2 separate regions of the Zea mays genome follow, and region 2 is linked to region 1. The links are chromatin contacts, called in public Hi-C maps. All regions are on one chromosome and are shown on one strand. Each heading gives the region's core, a stretch centred on a gene start, on an enhancer-like site or on the middle of the called end of the contact. The rest is flanking DNA. Distances are from core to core; before and after follow the strand shown. Region 1 holds the start of LOC103643739 (protein ENDOSPERM DEFECTIVE 1). Region 2 holds the start of LOC100194375.

Region 1 (3,665 bases), core at 485-2,984:
TCAAGCCACCAGCTAGGTGATTGAAATACTGAGAAGATGAAAGGTAAATTACCATACCCTTTGTCTTCCTCATTGCTAGCGACCACTGTGTTGACATTGCCCTTTTTGCCACGGCGATCCGCTCGATCGGGACAATCCTTGGCAAAATGACCCGCCTCGCCACATGCGAAACATGTCAATTCAGCCTTGTTCTTCTTCTTCTTGAAGTTGGTAGTTTTGTTGGGCTTGTTAGATTTTGGCTTTCCTTTGCCCTTGTTGTGGTTCTTCTGAACCATGTTGGCGCTGGAGTGGCCCTCGCCTCCTTTAGATCCCGTGTCCTTAGCCCGAGCTTTCTCCTCAACATCCAGAGACGCTATCAGATTTTCAACTGATATCTCCTGTCTCTTATGTTTCAGAGCTGTGGCGAAGTTCCTCCATGTAGAAGGCAACTTTGCAATAATGCATCCGGCCACAAATCGGTCAGGAAGGACTATCTTAAGGTGGTCGAGCTCCTTGGCTATACACTGTATTTCATGAGCTTGCTCTACAATAGAGCGATTATCAACCATCTTATAATCATGAAAGCTCTCCATGATATACAGGTCACTGCCAGCATCTGATGCACCATACTTAGTAGTAAGTGCATCCCACAACTGTTTCCCGTCTGTGTACTGCATATTCGCATCAACCAGACGGTCAACAAGGGCGCTAAGAACGGCTCCCGTGAACATAGTATTGGCATGGTCGTACTCTTTCTCCTGTTCAGGAGTCAGTGGACCCTCAGGTCTGCCTTTACTAACATGGAAGACATTCATAGCAGTAAGCCAGAGCGTGGCCTTGACTTGCCATCTCTTAAAGTGCATACCATTAAACTTTTCTGGCTTCAGCGCGTCGGCAAAAGCAGCCATAGAAAAACTAGGAAATTATCTACAATAAGGTTTTTGGATTGTTGAATAATTAGACAAATTCCAAATTAAATTCCGAATATAAATCATGACCAAATCAGAAGAACTGAAACAAAAGCCAAATCAGATGATGCGTACTGATTAGACTTACTGATTGTTGGCGCGCGCCAGGATCAGCTGGGTCGACGATGTCAGAAGATCACGAGCAGTCGCGTGAAGACGCTTCCCAAAAACCTTATTCGCCCTCTCCCGGTGCAGGATCTAGAAGACGAAGGGTTCCGGAGACCTGCTCTCCTGATCGCAGATGCACCTCTGCGGTCGGGACGAAGGGAACTAAAAGGTGGCTCAGCTATGAAGAGAGGCGAAAGCGAACTGGGATCTGGGGATGAATTGGAGGCTGGCTGCCGGGCTCCTTTTATAGGGCCGAGTCCGCGACCCCCGTGCTTATCCACCCACGAAAATCTCGCAATCAGTTGAGATTTTGTAGCGATCGGTTAGGATAAACGTAACAGCCAAGAAACCAAAAAATCAAACGGCAAAAGGTAGCCGCGCCCCCGCAAGGCGAGGGGCCGGATTTCGGCGGACCATTCACGCGCATGTCGTGCGCCCGCGCCCTTCGCCCCGCCCCGGCCCGGCCAGGCGAGCGAGCGCGCGCGCGCGTGTGGCTCTCCACACTCTCTCCTCTCATCCATGACTTGGTGAGTGAGTGTGGCTTCCATATTTAAGTTAGCTCTACTCCACAAGAGCTAGCAATATGGTGCTATTGGTTCCACCTATCCCTTTGCCATCCACTTATATGGGCTTTTGAGATTTTCCTGGGATTTATTTGAATAACTTAATTGGGCCAAGCCCATAAATCCTAACACCTTCGCCGCCACCCCCAGTCCGAGACCGAGGCGAATCCTCTGCCCGTCGTCCAGAGCCTCTTCTAACACCACCACGACGGCGCACGAACACCCTAGGGGCTGTATGCGGCCATCGACACGAGTGCGCACCAGCTTCACCATCTATAGCGCTTCGCATGAGACCTCGGCCGCAGCCATCGACTCCCGGCCAGCAGCTTCCTGCCCTCGACACGTCCCGTTCCCTGAGCTTAGGACATCACCGCCATGGACAAGGACAACAGAGGGGCCCGGCAGACCGCCAAACCCATTCTGCTTTCAGGCCCTAGCCTCGGCGCTGCCAGATCGTCAAGCAAAAACACCACCACCAGCTGCAGTGAAGCCGGCGCCGGTGCCTGTGCCTGCACGGAAGAAGGTACTGGCTAAGAAGGGAGCAGCGGCGGCGATGGGAGGTAGCAAAGATGCGGGGAAGCAGGAGGATGTGCACAGGTTGCGGATTCTGGACAATTGCTACATGCAGTATAGATTTTTGAATGCCCATGCAGAGGCTGCGGCGATAGCCAAGAAAGATGTTGCTGAGGTTTGAACTATTTAATATCTAACTAGTTCCGCTTTCACTATTTCACTTTTATTGCAAGGTCGAGTTGCAGTGATCATGTCATTTTATTTGTCATTTGATATATATACAGAAAACAATATATGGACTCTCGGAGAGGATTGCTAATATGCAGAAATATGTTGCACAAAAGAAGGCTGAACTGGAGTGTCTAAAGAGGATGGAGAAGGTGCACTTTGTTGTTGATAGTCAGGTATGACAGTGTTGTGTTCATATGTTTTTTTTTGAAAAAACCCACATGCTTGTTCAAAACCTGGAAGTATTTTGATTTACCTCATCATGGAGGAGAAGACATGCAATGGACTTTTGTTTTTCAGAATACAGAGTTAGTCACACACGTTTGTCTAGAACATATGGTTTAAACTTTAAAATCCATGCTTAGCATAAATGTGATCCAAACCAACTAATATTACTGAGAACTTTAAATCATTTTTTGTTGAGTCTAGAGGGACAGCATGCACTCATATAGTCATATCCCTAGTTAATCACAGCTTCCTCAAGTCATGTAACACCTTACTTTCTCCAAATTCAAGGATCGTAAGTAAAATTGTTGTGGTTTGGATCAGCAGTTGCACATGAGGCAAGCACACTGTGGGCCTTGCACACCAGGAACATAGCTAGAGGGTTTGCTGAGGAGATAATATGTTGATATTTGCTTTTTGGTTGGCAGGGCTTTGGTTTACTTGATTCTTTGGGATCAAGATGGTTAGATGTTGAACTTGTTTTCTTATACCTTATGCGCTTGTGAGATAAAGCAAGAATGAACAAAATTTTATAGTTTCTCCCTTGTTTTTTTTATTCTATTCTATCGAAAGTCGCACTTTATTATCTATATCAGCATTTATAGGAACTTGGCCGATACGGAACAAGATTCCCACGAGTCTGTCTACTGCCAATATTCTTACTATCAACTGCATATGTAATCGATAAACCTATATGCATCTATCACTGACTGTAAAGTAAAAGTTAAATCTAAACTAAAACTTACTTTTAACGGCTAGTTTCATGCCATAAAATTGACATCAATGTCTTCTGGAAGGCTATAAATTGAAGACTTCTGCATTTAAGTGGTAAAACATCTTAATTTGTCATAGCATATTAAGTTAATAACTTGTCCTTTCTAAACCATCAGGTGCCTTCTTTACAACAATGGTGTGAACTTGAGAGAGAACATATAAGTTGCCTTTCATCAGGAACAGTTGCCCTCTGTGATGCTGCATCACGTGTACCGATCCTAGGGAACATTAAAGTAAGCTTTAATAGTTACTAAGGGGGTGTTTGTTTGGGATTATAATCTGGGCAGATTATAATCCCAAACAAACA
Region 2 (3,665 bases), core at 298-2,797, 160 kb after region 1:
AATAGATCCTGGCACACATATGCTATGCACCCGGCTCTGCCCTCGGAAATGGGTGTGACAATATGTTATATAAATATATGTGGCATATAATTTAGTTTGAAAAATAAAAAACAAAACCAAAAAATTCAACATTATCATATAGTAGTTAGAGGGAACTGGACAAAACGAATGGATAAAGTTTTGGCTCTAATCTTAGATATTTCTATTATGCTATTTAATCCTTTTCATGATTTTTGTATCTTTGCAATGATGATACTACAAGGAGAACATAGTATCCATCATGAGTTGGATCCAATTCAATTAGCTTATTACCAACAGTAACACTCAAGTCTACAAGGCCATGTCTCTTGCAAGCTGACAGTATTGTACCCCAGAAAACTAGGTCAGGTGGGGTGCTCATCCCTTCGATCAATTCAACAGCAACCTGAACAAGACCAGCATGACTTAGAAGATCAACCTTGCATCCGTAATTCTCCATCTCTGACTCAATGCCATATTTCTCTGCCATCAGCTTGAAATATCGTCGCCCTTCATCAACAAGGCTAGTACGGCGCTGGCATTCAGCACCTCACAAATGTGATGCTTGTCAGGCAGAACCCCTCATTGACAAACTTCTCAAAGAGCTGGACTGCGACATGCCCCAATCCATGGGTAGCAAGACCGCAGATCATGGAGTTCCAAGCAAACACATCCCTCATGGACATGGCATCAAGAACTTCATCCGCCGCTGCCACACCTCCACACTTACAAATTAGAATACACATCAATCCGTACAACACACCTAACTTCGCATTCACTCTTAATTGCAGCCAGCACGACTACATGCTTTCTCATTACTAATCCATAGAGGAAAGGAGTGCTTTCAAGTAAAGACTGATATATTTTGCTATACAGACTTTATATCAGTTTATCGTTCCGTATTTATGTTTTATACTATTTTTAACTTATATAGAAACACATTGACACATACCTAGTACATATATACAAACTTAGCAAATAATCTATTTGTAGAGTGAAGTTTAAAATAAAGAATATGAAAGGGGATAAATATAAGATTGGAGGCAGGTTTAGGTCCCGTTTGGTTCCATTAGTCTTAGGACTAAAGTTTAATCCAGAGACTAAACTTTAGTACCTACTCTGTTTGGTTGTAGGGACTAAATAAATTCTAAATACATTAAATACAACACATAGAAACCAAAATACATCTTTTCTTGTTTCACACCATTTTTTAGGCAAAAGCAATTGGAGTAAATGTTTCCATTTAGTCCCTTTTAGCATCTATGTGACGGACTAGAGACTAAAATCAGTTAGTCTCTATTTTAGTCCTTTCGTTTGATAAAATAGAGACTAAACGAAACTAAAAACCAAGAATTAAAGATTAATCCCTCTAACAAACAGGGCCTTACAACGTAGCCCCAATGGCGCCAATGGCCAAGTTCGTTGCATCGTAGGAAAGCCCGGTCCGACGGTAAGGAAAAGGCCCAGTTTGGCAATTGGAGCCCTAAAGCCTGCAGAGTCCCCCCCTCTCCCAGTCCGGTACTCCCCAAGTCCCCATCGGGCATCGGCGCTGCCACGCCACGGCCGACGCTTGAGACGCTCCCCGCCGCCTGCCAGGCCGCCACCGCGCGTGACTTCGCCTCATCCTCTCCGGAGATGGACTTCCAGGTCGTCGTCCTCGCCGGAGGCACCTCCGAGAAACTCTCGCCCCTCGTTTCCAAGGTGGTACCCCCCCCCCCCCCCCCCCCCCAAATCTCACCTCACCCCTTGCTTGTCCCGCGTCTTAACATGTAGTCCTGTACCTAAGCTTCCTCCTCGTCGCTGCGCAGGACGTTCCCAAGGCGTTGCTCCCGGTCGCCAATCGCCCCGTACTCTCTTACGCGCTGGACCTCCTTGAGGCCAGCGACCTCAAGGACCTCATCGTGGTGAGCTCATCGCTCTTCTGCTTCTCTTCCTCCTATCAGGGCTGTGGCCCCAACTTCCCAAGGCACGAGCAGGATATTGTTTAGCTGATGCGGTGTGATGCAGGTGGTTGAGGGGCAGGAGGCAGCGCAGCTTGTCGACGCTTGGGTATCCAGTGCGTACCTGGATCGGCTTCGAGTGGAGGTGAGTTTGGTTCTGACTGTTACTTGGAAAATTGCCTTTGTGTTAGTGCTAAGAGTGATATGAAATTGGAGCTGAGAAGATCGTACAAGCATATACCTTTGTTTTAAGGATGCATGCAGATAAATTAGTTGGATGACAGAACCAAACAAACCTTTAGAAGTAGATATTAGGTGAATGTTTTAGTTCTTAGATTAGATTCTCGTTCATGTGGATTTTGAGTTAGTTTGACTAGGCAATTAGACATCCATCTACTAGCATTGTTATTGGGACTTCATGATTTTTTGTGGAAAAAATTCTCGTGTCGAGTGGATTTTCATTTAAACAAACTGATCTTGAAGAGTGGATATGCTATCATACCTGATACCTGTTTGTCTGAGTTGTTGAGGTGCTGATATTACGACTATTGAAGGCTAATCAGTGTTTGAGAGGCTGCCACTTAGGTGTTGCTTGGCCTCCCCTACTGACCTTTTTGAGCGTGCTCCTATACTTTTTTCTTGCTACAACTTCCTTTCATGCTAGTTAGCCACCTAAGTGGAGATGAGGCACTAGGCAGCAGCCAATCACTCACCGAGTTTTGAATCGAATGCCTTCTATGACACATATGCTAATTTATTTATGATTTATGAATGTAGCATAACATAAACAAATCCTTTAGTTCTAAATAAAAATTTGATTTCAAGTATGTTCCCTCTATAGCTCAGTACCATTTCATGGTTGTAAATTGTTATTGAAACAAGAGTATATTCTAACTGTGATCTCCCATTTTTGCTCTTTATTGTGTTTAAAGTTGGAGTTAAGCTGGCTACTAGTTTGATTTTTACATGATTTATATTATTTTTACCAATGTTTGAATGTACCAAAACAATATACCCAAAGTTGACATGGGAAAGAATGGAATGTACCCAAAGATTTAGCCTTGAATAGGAGTGCGGGGAAAATGGCTATCCATGTGCCCAAACCTTGACTTGTGGGTTTTGTTGGGGTTTAACTCTTGCTTACCCCTACTTGCTTGGGACTAAAAGGCTTTGTTGTTGTTAGCAATGTTTGAATGTAATCTTCGTTGTTTTTTGAACACTTCGATGAAGTGAGAATGTGAAGCTTGCGGACTATGGGCCTGTTTGGTTCGTGCCTAACTGTGTCACATTTTGCCTAAGGTTAGTCGTCCGAATTGAAGAACTAACCTTATGCAGAAAAGTTAGGCAGCAAACCAAACATGCCCTATATGTCAATCCAAACATAACTCCATTAAACTTTAAATTTCTCGTGAGCATGCCTTTCTTCTATCTTATTTCCTTTTTCATCAATTCTAATCATTAAGCTCATGGATGTTTCTGTTCATGATATGTATAGAGTCAGTATAATATATGATTCTATTTCTAGTAACTTTATAACTTCTTGAGTTCATTCCTGTTTTTATGAAGTTTTCTCCTAATTCTTTGTTTTGTATGATTGAGATTTGTTTATTTATGGTATGCTACAAGCTCAATCTCATTGACAAACAATTGAATGACTGTAGGGGGAGGAACATTATTTCATTTTGTTTGCAGAAGTAACTCTTTTTT

The links. A called contact is a pair of places that touch in the nucleus more often than the background predicts.
Region 2: a Hi-C map of ear shows a contact between it and region 1, with 3 times the contacts expected there. The contact joins the promoter of LOC100194375 here to the promoter of LOC103643739 in region 1. A contact is called at or near these places in 2 of 25 Hi-C or Micro-C datasets (ear and tassel).

Annotation. Positions count from the first base shown.
Region 1 is chr1:261,561,285-261,564,949 of Zm-B73-REFERENCE-NAM-5.0, forward strand. LOC103643739 (protein ENDOSPERM DEFECTIVE 1) reads left to right here and starts at 1,735. Exons shown (of 6, transcript XM_008666914.3): 1 at 1,735-2,306; 2 at 2,416-2,535; 3 at 3,475-3,591. The coding sequence starts at 1,854.
Region 2 is chr1:261,719,204-261,722,868 of Zm-B73-REFERENCE-NAM-5.0, forward strand. LOC100194375 reads left to right here and starts at 1,548. Exons shown (of 13, transcript NM_001139410.1): 1 at 1,548-1,719; 2 at 1,827-1,922; 3 at 2,026-2,103. The coding sequence starts at 1,654.